Regions from separate parts of the Sus scrofa genome. Here region 1 is linked to region 2. A link is a contact called in public Hi-C data. All regions are on one chromosome and are shown on one strand. Each heading gives the region's core, a stretch centred on a gene start, on an enhancer-like site or on the middle of the called end of the contact. The rest is flanking DNA. Distances are from core to core; before and after follow the strand shown.

The links. Hi-C and Micro-C count contacts between places; a contact is called where the count stands out from the background.
Region 1: a contact with region 2 is called in a Hi-C map of liver, with 4 times the contacts expected there. The contact joins the promoter of ATL2 here to the promoter of GALM in region 2. A contact is called at or near these places in 2 of 47 Hi-C or Micro-C datasets (heart right ventricle and liver).

Annotation. Positions count from the first base shown.
Region 1 is chr3:101,955,075-101,959,271 of Sscrofa11.1, reverse strand. It overlaps ATL2 (atlastin-2), which reads right to left and starts at 2,083. Exons shown (of 14, transcript XM_005662612.3): 1 at 1,916-2,083. The coding sequence starts at 2,033.
Region 2 is chr3:101,679,774-101,684,120 of Sscrofa11.1, reverse strand. GALM (galactose mutarotase) reads left to right here and starts at 1,300. Exons shown (of 7, transcript NM_214406.1): 1 at 1,300-1,545. The coding sequence starts at 1,356.

The DNA of each region.
Region 1 (4,197 bases), core at 834-3,333, 270 kb before region 2:
TTAACTTTGTTTATCCAGAAAGCATAGGGAGACAAAGAGTTTACACAGCCAAAATTAGATGAGTTCCTACTCATTTGCAGTCTGCTGGCTTTTACTTTAAACACAAATCTTAACAAGTTTATTTGGTTTTTAATGTAGAATGGGTGACTCAGAGCAAATTAGCAGGGAGAGGGACTATTTCAGGCAGTCATTTGATAGGAATGGCTATCAAGTGAAGGATTAACTATACACACACAAGATAAAAACCTGCGGGTAGGAGACAGAGTATTTAATAAATGAGCAACTCTACTTATCATGTCTTAAGAATCGCATCTCTTCACAGTTCATACACAGCCTTGAGTTACAAAGGTAAGCAAGCACGCTTGCTTTGGATAGAACGCTTTGGATCTACGTCAAAACGGTTATAATTAATAAATAAGTAAATAAGCACACCCCCGGGGTCCAAAAGAGCTAAATTAACCAATCCCTCAGCATTCCAAACAACTCTAATTACTTGAGAATTCCAACCAGAATAGATCTAAGGCATACCTCTCTTCTCTTGAAGTACTTTTTCTATATAAATAGTTCTGTCAAATGCTTTGCTTGGCAAGAAATAAAATAAGCCTTATTTCCTGTTCTTTTTCCCTTAGCAAAAACTCTAGATTGTCATCACCTCTGACATACATTCAACATGTCCATAGGCTAATAACATAAATGATGAAATACATTTCACGTAAGCTTTTCTATTAAAGTCAGTCTTCTATCAAAATGTTTTACATTTTATCTCACGAAACCTTTAACAGACTGTAGAAGTCTGAACAACACAGTTCAAATTTAGTGTAGGTTAAAAAAAAACAAAAAAAAACTCCTATCTATGCTATTGCCATACTTACCTAACCATAAACTTTTACTATTTACAAGTCTTTAAAAAACTTTATGCCTTTAAGTACCACCAAAATACTCAATCAGGATTTCAGGCGTTCAATTCACATCATAGTGAAAGATCAAATGCTAAACTCCTAAAAATAGGGGTGTTATGAGAGGGACACACAACACCCCGCTGCCAAGGCAAATGCGTCTTCGGGGGCAGGGGCACTCCTTGAACACGTACAGTAAGAGTTCACATTCAGCAAAACCAGGGAGCGAAGGATCAGGTGATTTCGCACCACCAACACTTTCAGTCTAACCAGGCCTTACTATGTTCTCAGTACTAGCACACAGCACATAAACCCCAGTTTTGACAATTAAACCCGAACTTGCATCCTAGCCACGCGTTACCCACTTGAATGGGTCCGGGAACCGAGGGGCCACGAACGCGGGCCCCAGAGCACAGCCTTGGCCTGCGGACTGCGGTTCCCTCCTGGAAGGGCGTCTGGAGAGCTTTCCGACCTGGCAGCGAGGTGTCCGCTCCCCCAGTGCGCTGCGCGTCCTCCTCCTCCACGGGGCCCATCACGACCTGGATAACCCTTCCTCCCTTTCCCCGCGAGGAACAGAGAGCATTAAGTGCCGGCCTAATGACAGGTCGTCCAGCAGCTTCCGAAGAGCCTTAGGACCGAGCCACGCCGCAGCCTAGCTCCCCGCGCCCCGGGTCGGCGGCCCCTGCTCAAGGCCGCCCCCTCAGGTCGGGGCGGACCCAGCCACAGCCACGCGGCGGGCGGGCGGCGGACAGGGGGCCGGGCCGGGCGCAGCGGCGCGCGAGCCGCCAGTACACTCGACAGCTGCGGGAGCCGCCGCCACGGGGCCGCCCTTTCGGGCCGCGCGCTGCTGGAGCCCGGGGCGCGGCGGGGGCTAGGCCCGGCGGCCAGACGCGGCGGCAGAAGGAAGCTGAGCCAGCCGCGGACGACGACCCCGCCGCCTGCGGCCGGTGCCCGCGAGCTCGAGCGGCTCTAGCCCTCTCACCACCCGGCCCTGCGGCCTCCACCGCGCCGGCCCGTACCTAGGAGGGTCGTGGACGAGACGTGGTTAACCGCGGTGTTTGGGTCACTGGTCCGCCGCCGGCGCCGCAGCCCCAGGTGCGGCTGCTGCCTCCGCGCTGCCTCGTCCCCCTCCGCCATCTTGTACCGATTTAAAATTAACTCCCCACTGACGTCAAACGCCGCCGCCGCTTTATCAACCTCCCGGGAGCCGGCGGGGCGCCGTTGGGTCCTAGCGCCGCCCTCAAGCTACTCCTCCTGGTCCTCCCCACGCCCTCCCTCGTCCCGCCCCTCGGAGCCCTCGCTCCGCCCCCGCTCTGCTTGCAAGCCTGCCTGCTGCTCGGTTTTCCCAGCCTTCCACTTTGGGGAGAACTTGGGCAGCGTTCCACCCCGACAGTCTCACACTCCCACCGCCCTAAGCTCATTGCCACACCTCAGCTCTGGACTAGGCTGTGTAAACGAAGAAGGATTCTCCGGAGAGCCAAGTCCCTCCTTCCTAATTCAGTAACCCAATTCTCTTGACAGCTCTTCTCCATGATCGTTGACTCGTGCACTGCACGTGAGGTTGCTTTCACACTCCTTTCCTTCTCTCCCTTTTATTCCCACCTCCTCCCACAGCTGTGCTCCCCCTCCTCCCTTCTTCGTTCCTCCTTCCCCCACCCCCACACTCCCCGCCACACTATTGCTGGTGCCCTGCTTTTCCTCATGTTCTTTCTTGCACAAGTCTCCAATGTTGTTTCCCATCCAGAGACCATCCTATGGTTCGTTTGCCATCGCTTCCTTCTAATTATGAGACCCTCCTCTTATCTTCTTAACTGTGCATACCCTTGCCTTCCTGCTCCTAGCCCCTTACAGGGGCAAACCAGAAAGCATTCTAATCATAAAAAGACTTGTAGCAGGTCCTTTCCGAACTGTGATAACCTTCTTCAAGGGGTCCAGTGACATCTTATAGAAAGTTCAGGTCGCTTTTAAAAGGAAAGCCACCCTTTGGAGACTTCTGTGAAACAGTCCCTATTCTTTTGGGTGTTTACCATTATCGCCAGCTGCATTAGATTCTCCTTTTCTCTGGTAAAGACATGTGTCCAGGTGTCCAAACCGCTGTCTTGGACAGGTCTTCTCACAGCCCTTCATCCTGAATGACCACTACAAAAGCATTGATGTCATCAAAGCTTACAGGGTACCATTCTAGAAGGGGGGTTGTTGGGCCATTTCTTTATTCATCTGTTTTTGTATTAATAGAAAGGGATTTGGGGCTCCTCCTGGACCTCCTAACTCCCTGCATCCTGGTTCGATGCCCCTGGTCCAACCTAAGCACCAAGTTGTAAGCCCTGTTTGATGATGGATTTCCTGTCATAATCTCCCTATAAGGCATCTATTTAATATTGCCTGCAGTCTGCTTTATACAGGGTATTATCATCTGAGGTATGAGAGAAGATGCAAAGATGAGTATTTTTGCCAGCAAAGAATAAATTTCCAGTTAGAATTAGCAGCTAACTTAGTACTGAGCCCACTCCATCAGGGACCCCCAGAGTTAAGGCTGCACTGCTAGTCAAGTGACCTCCTAGCCAGTGTCCTTTCCACTAGGAAACAGTTTATTTCATAGGCTACTACAGTGCCCTGGACAGGTCCAAGTCTCCTGACTCTAAGGAGGGTAAAGAAGCCAAACACAAGTACTGTCAAGAGACTGAGCACTATCCCATGGTCACCTCAAATCCATATGTTTTAAGGGCCTTCCTCCATTTTCCCCAGTCAACCATCCCTCTGCAATTTCTCATCACAGTGAAACCTCAGTGTTCCTGCAGACATCTCCCTCCCTCTATACCCAGCAAATCCACATGACAACTATTCTGACTTCTAAATCTTACCCAGCTCACCTCCTCCCACCCCCTCAGCCTTCCTCTTGATTCAGACCCCATCATCTCCCAGTGGACTTGCTATAACAACTTCCCTGCTCTTCCCCCCTTCTCCTGTGGGTCCTCCACATAGACTGTCTTGAATTTTCTTAGATGCAAATTTATTCATGTGATTTCGCTGATCAGGATAAAGTCCAGACTCTTCAAAATAGTTGACGAGAACGTTCATGCTTTGGGCTCTACCTTTATAACAAGCCTCATTTTTCACTACTCTGTCATTTGTTCCTTCATTCTTTCATTTAACAAATGAATTTTGACACTGTTGTGTGTGCTGAACAGACGATGACAAACAAGACAGACAAAATTGCTTTCCTTGGTTTTTGTTTCTTTCCATACCCCAGACAGACTCCTTCCACCACACAAAAAAGTGAGCATCCAAGAGCTCAGGGATC
Region 2 (4,347 bases), core at 51-2,550:
GGAACCAGATCAAAGTGATGAGTATGCAGATGGTCAAGTAGAACGTTGTCAGGCTTCCAGAATCTTCCCTGTTCCAAGGCTCAGTACTATCTGGACAGATTTAGCAAAGAAATACATTTACTGTATTTTATCTGACAATATTATTAAGGCCTTTGGTAGCTCTATCTTAGTCCTGTACCATCAGAGGGGGGAAAAAAATCTGAGATTAGTCATCAAAACCTGGAGCAATACTTCTCAAAGTCTGGTCCCAGATAAACTACAGTAGACTAACCTGAGGAATCTGTGAAAAAAGTAGATTACTGAGTTTCACCCTCGACTCACAGAAACAGAAATTCCAGGAATGAACCTGGGGATATGCATTTTTGATGCTTTTGAGGCACATCAAAGCATTAAAGGATTATTTAATGTCTTTCTTCTCCCAGCAGTACATACGCAAAGCCTTTTTCTGCTTGTAGAAAGGAGATAATAAAAGTACAGTATCTGACATTAATGATGTCCTTAATAAATATTCATCCTTAATCCTTTCTTAAAGGAACTTTGGGCTTCAGGAACAAGAGTGGGTGTATAACCAAGGTCCTTTCCCAGTCCCCTGAAGGAAAGAAAGTCAGAGGCCACCTTTGTTCACCTCCATATAAACTAGGCCCTAATCCATCTAGACATGACCCTCTCCGGGCTAGCAGTCAGGAGAGCCTCTGGGCAGTGGCTCCAGCAATACATGTTGAGAGCTGTTTGTGTGGCAAGCAGAATGGATCTTCAGTCAGTGTGCAGAGAAACCTGCAATTATTTACCCCTTCTCTTAATTACTACTGTAATTCTTTCCCTTCTGGATCAAAGAGTTAAAAATCAAAATTCCACACACAACCTCCCACATTTCCACCCCCCTCCCCACTCTTCCTAATTTTAATCTCTGCATTTTCCAGCATTTTATCTGAAAGTCAGTCACGATTAATGAACAGATCACTGCACGTTGAGAACCTTGTGCCAGAAAACGGGGTAGAATCCAGCAGACTCAAGATTTGGGTTTAGAAAGACTACAGGCCCCAACATGCAAGTTCCCCTTTCAAAGACTACCATTCCCAACATGCAGTGCAGTCAGGGTTAGCAAAGGAAAAGAACTGGCTGGAAATTCCCAGCTTAGTAGGAAATTTTGCCTTGGTGCCACCCTCAGGCAAAGGAATGATTTCGAAAGGCCCCGGAGGATATTTTTCGCAGAAGTGGTCACTCCCTAAATCCCGGCAAGGAAGGGGAGGAGTCTGATCCCTGTCCCTCCCCTTCTCCAGTAAACTTCTGCCGCTCTAGGTTTGGCGGCGGGAGTTCGAGGGACCTGGAGCAACTACACACCCCAAGCTTTCCTAATGGTTTCAGTTACAAGATCCGTGTTTGGAGACCTCCCCTCGGGGGCAGGGACGGTGGAAAAGTTCCAGCTGCAATCAGACCAGCTGAGAGTGGACATCATCTCCTGGGGCTGCACCATCACGGCCCTGGAGGTCAAAGACAGGCAGGGCAGAGCCTCAGACGTGGTGCTTGGCTTTGCTGAATTGAAAGGTGGGTTGGATTCCGCCCCGGGCTGCGGAGGGGCCCCAGGCCCATCCGTTAACACCGCCTCACACTGGAGACTCGCGCTGCAGGGATGCGGGGCCGAAGGGAAGTACTGAGGAGTGCTTGGATCTGACTCACTCACTGTGTTGCGATCTAATGTTTGGAAAAAACGAACTGCTGTAGGACTTGGTCTCTGGTTGTACATTCAGGCCTTTGTCTTAATTTTTAGAAAGTCAGTTGAGGGTAAAATAAAACTGCAGCAACTCTGGAATGATCTTTGAACTGCTTGATCTCTGAGGGTGAGAGGAAAGTGCAGGCCGGAGGGGGTGTGGCTCCCAGTTCTTCCCTTGTGCCCTTTTTGAAGAAGGAAAAAAATTAAAAGACATGCGTCTTCTACTTCCTTCTTGTTTAGATTCTCTTCGAGGTCTGGTGGTTTCAGAAATGCTCCATAACATAAGCTCAGCAGGTGCAAACAGCTTATCTGCTTTCGTCTGTGGGTACAGTGTCCCGCACCCCTTGGCTGATCAATACCCATATTGTCAAGAAAAGAGTCTCTTTGTAACTGGGATGGATTTTATTTTGTGGGAATCTGTAGGCAATTAAAAAATGTGTTAATTCATTCAGACACTGTTGAATCAGTTATCTGATCAGCGAGAAAGACAAGGTCCCCACCCTCATGGAAATTGCAATTTATTTTTTAATTTTTTTTTCTTTTTTTTTTTTAGGGCTGCACCTGAGGCATATGGAGATTCCCAGGCTAGGAGTCGAATCGGAGCTACAGCTATGCCACAGCCACAGCCATGCCAGATCCAAGCTGAGCCTGTGACCTACATGACAGCTCATGGCAACGCCAGATCCTTAACCCACTGAGCAAGGCCAGGGATCAAACCTGAAACTTCATGGTTCCTAGTTGCATTCGTTTCCATTGCACCACGATAGGAACTCCAGAACTTGCAATTTAGATGTGGAGATAGACCTTAGCCAAAAAATTGCACAAATAAATAGTTACAACTGCACTTTGATCAGGGCAAAGGAAAATGGGCATAGTGCTTGCTATTTCTTGGCACACCTGAGTAGCTAGACAGAAAAGGAGGTCTGAAAGTTGGCAAAAGGCAAATGCTTGAGAATTAATTCTCTGCTCCTTGGTAGGGGCTTGGACAAAATTTGTAAGAGAGGAGGTTTGGGGTTTTCCTTCAGGTGTCTGGTTCTTTAGATATGTAACATGGCTCATGGTTGGAGATCAACAGAAAATTGAGAGTATTGGTTTTCCCTTAAGAGACTGAAATTGGCTTCCTATTTCCTTAACAAAATATATCACGAGTATTCCTGAGGATTCTATTCCTTGCCCTCTGGTTGATTGTCTTTTTTTTTTTTTTTTTGTCTTTTTTTGTCTTTTGTTGTTGTTATTGTTGCTATTTTTTGGGCCGCTCCCGCGGCATATGGAGGTTCCCAGGCTAGGGGTTGAATCGGAGCTGTAGCCTCTGGCCTACGCCAGAGCCACAGCAACGCTGGATCCGAGCCGCGTCTGCAACCTACACCACAGCTCACAGCAACGCTGGATCCTTAACCCACTGAGCAAGGGCAGGGACCGAACCCGCAACCTCATGGTTCCTAGTCGGATTCGTTAACCACTGCGCCACGACGGGAACTCCTGGTTGATTTCTTTAACTGCTTTGGAGCCTCCACAACTTGGCTTGGAGAAGATAACATAACCTTCAGCAGAATTTCTTTTGTAATTTCAGCAAGTTTATTAGAGGACACTCACTAGTAGGAAGCTGCAGGGGCTGGGAAAAATCAGCTTTACTTCCCCTTGCTCTCCACATCCCCTTCAGGTGTTCATATCTTCTGTCTTCAGAGTCAGAAGGCAAGAGAGTTGACAAGTGACAAAAGAGTCTTTTTTTTTTTTCGTCCCGTGCCTGTGGCACGTGGAAGTTTCCCTGGGCCAGGGATTGAACCTGTGCCACAGCAGCAACCCTGACCACTGCAGTAATAATGCTGGATCCTTAACCCACTGCGCCATAAGAGAACTCCAAAAGAGGATTCTTTAGAATCATTTTTTGCTGAGTCACCTCTCTCTGTTAGAAGCATAACCATCTGCTAAGGCCAAAACAGAATCACAAAGAGATAACTTGACCAGTATAAAATTGCCCAGTGGAGTTGAAGGAGAATTGGAGAGAGAACCTAGAATTTCTGAGCCAGTAGAGCATTGGCGATGATAAGCTTTGAGCAACTGACTTATCAGCATATTAACTACCTCCCCCATATGTTACACACACACATTCATACACACACTTCCTAATCATTTTATTCCTTTTTTTTTTTTTTTTTTTTGGGTCTCTTTAAGGCCGCACAGGTGGCATGTGGAGGTTCCGAGGCTAGGAGTCAAATCTGAGCTACAGCTTCCTGCCACAGCCACAGCCACAGCAACTCAGGATCTGAGTGGTGTCTGCGACCACAGATCACAGCCAAAATGGGATCTTTAACCCACTGAGTGAAGCCAGGGATCCAACCCACATTCTCATGGATCCTAGTCAGGCTGTTAACCGCTGAGCCACGAGGGGAACTCCCAACTCATTTTAATTCTCTTTTTTTTTTTTTTTTTTTGTCTTTTGTCTTTTTGTTGTTGTTGTTGCTATTTTTTGGGCCGCTCCCGGGGCATATGGAGGTTCCCAGGCTAGGGGTTGAATCGGAGCTGTAGCCACCGGCCTACGCCAGAGCCACAGCAATGCGGGATCCAAGCCGCGTCTGCAACCTACACCACAGCTCACGGCAACGCCGGATCCTTAACCCACTGAGCAAGGGCAGGGA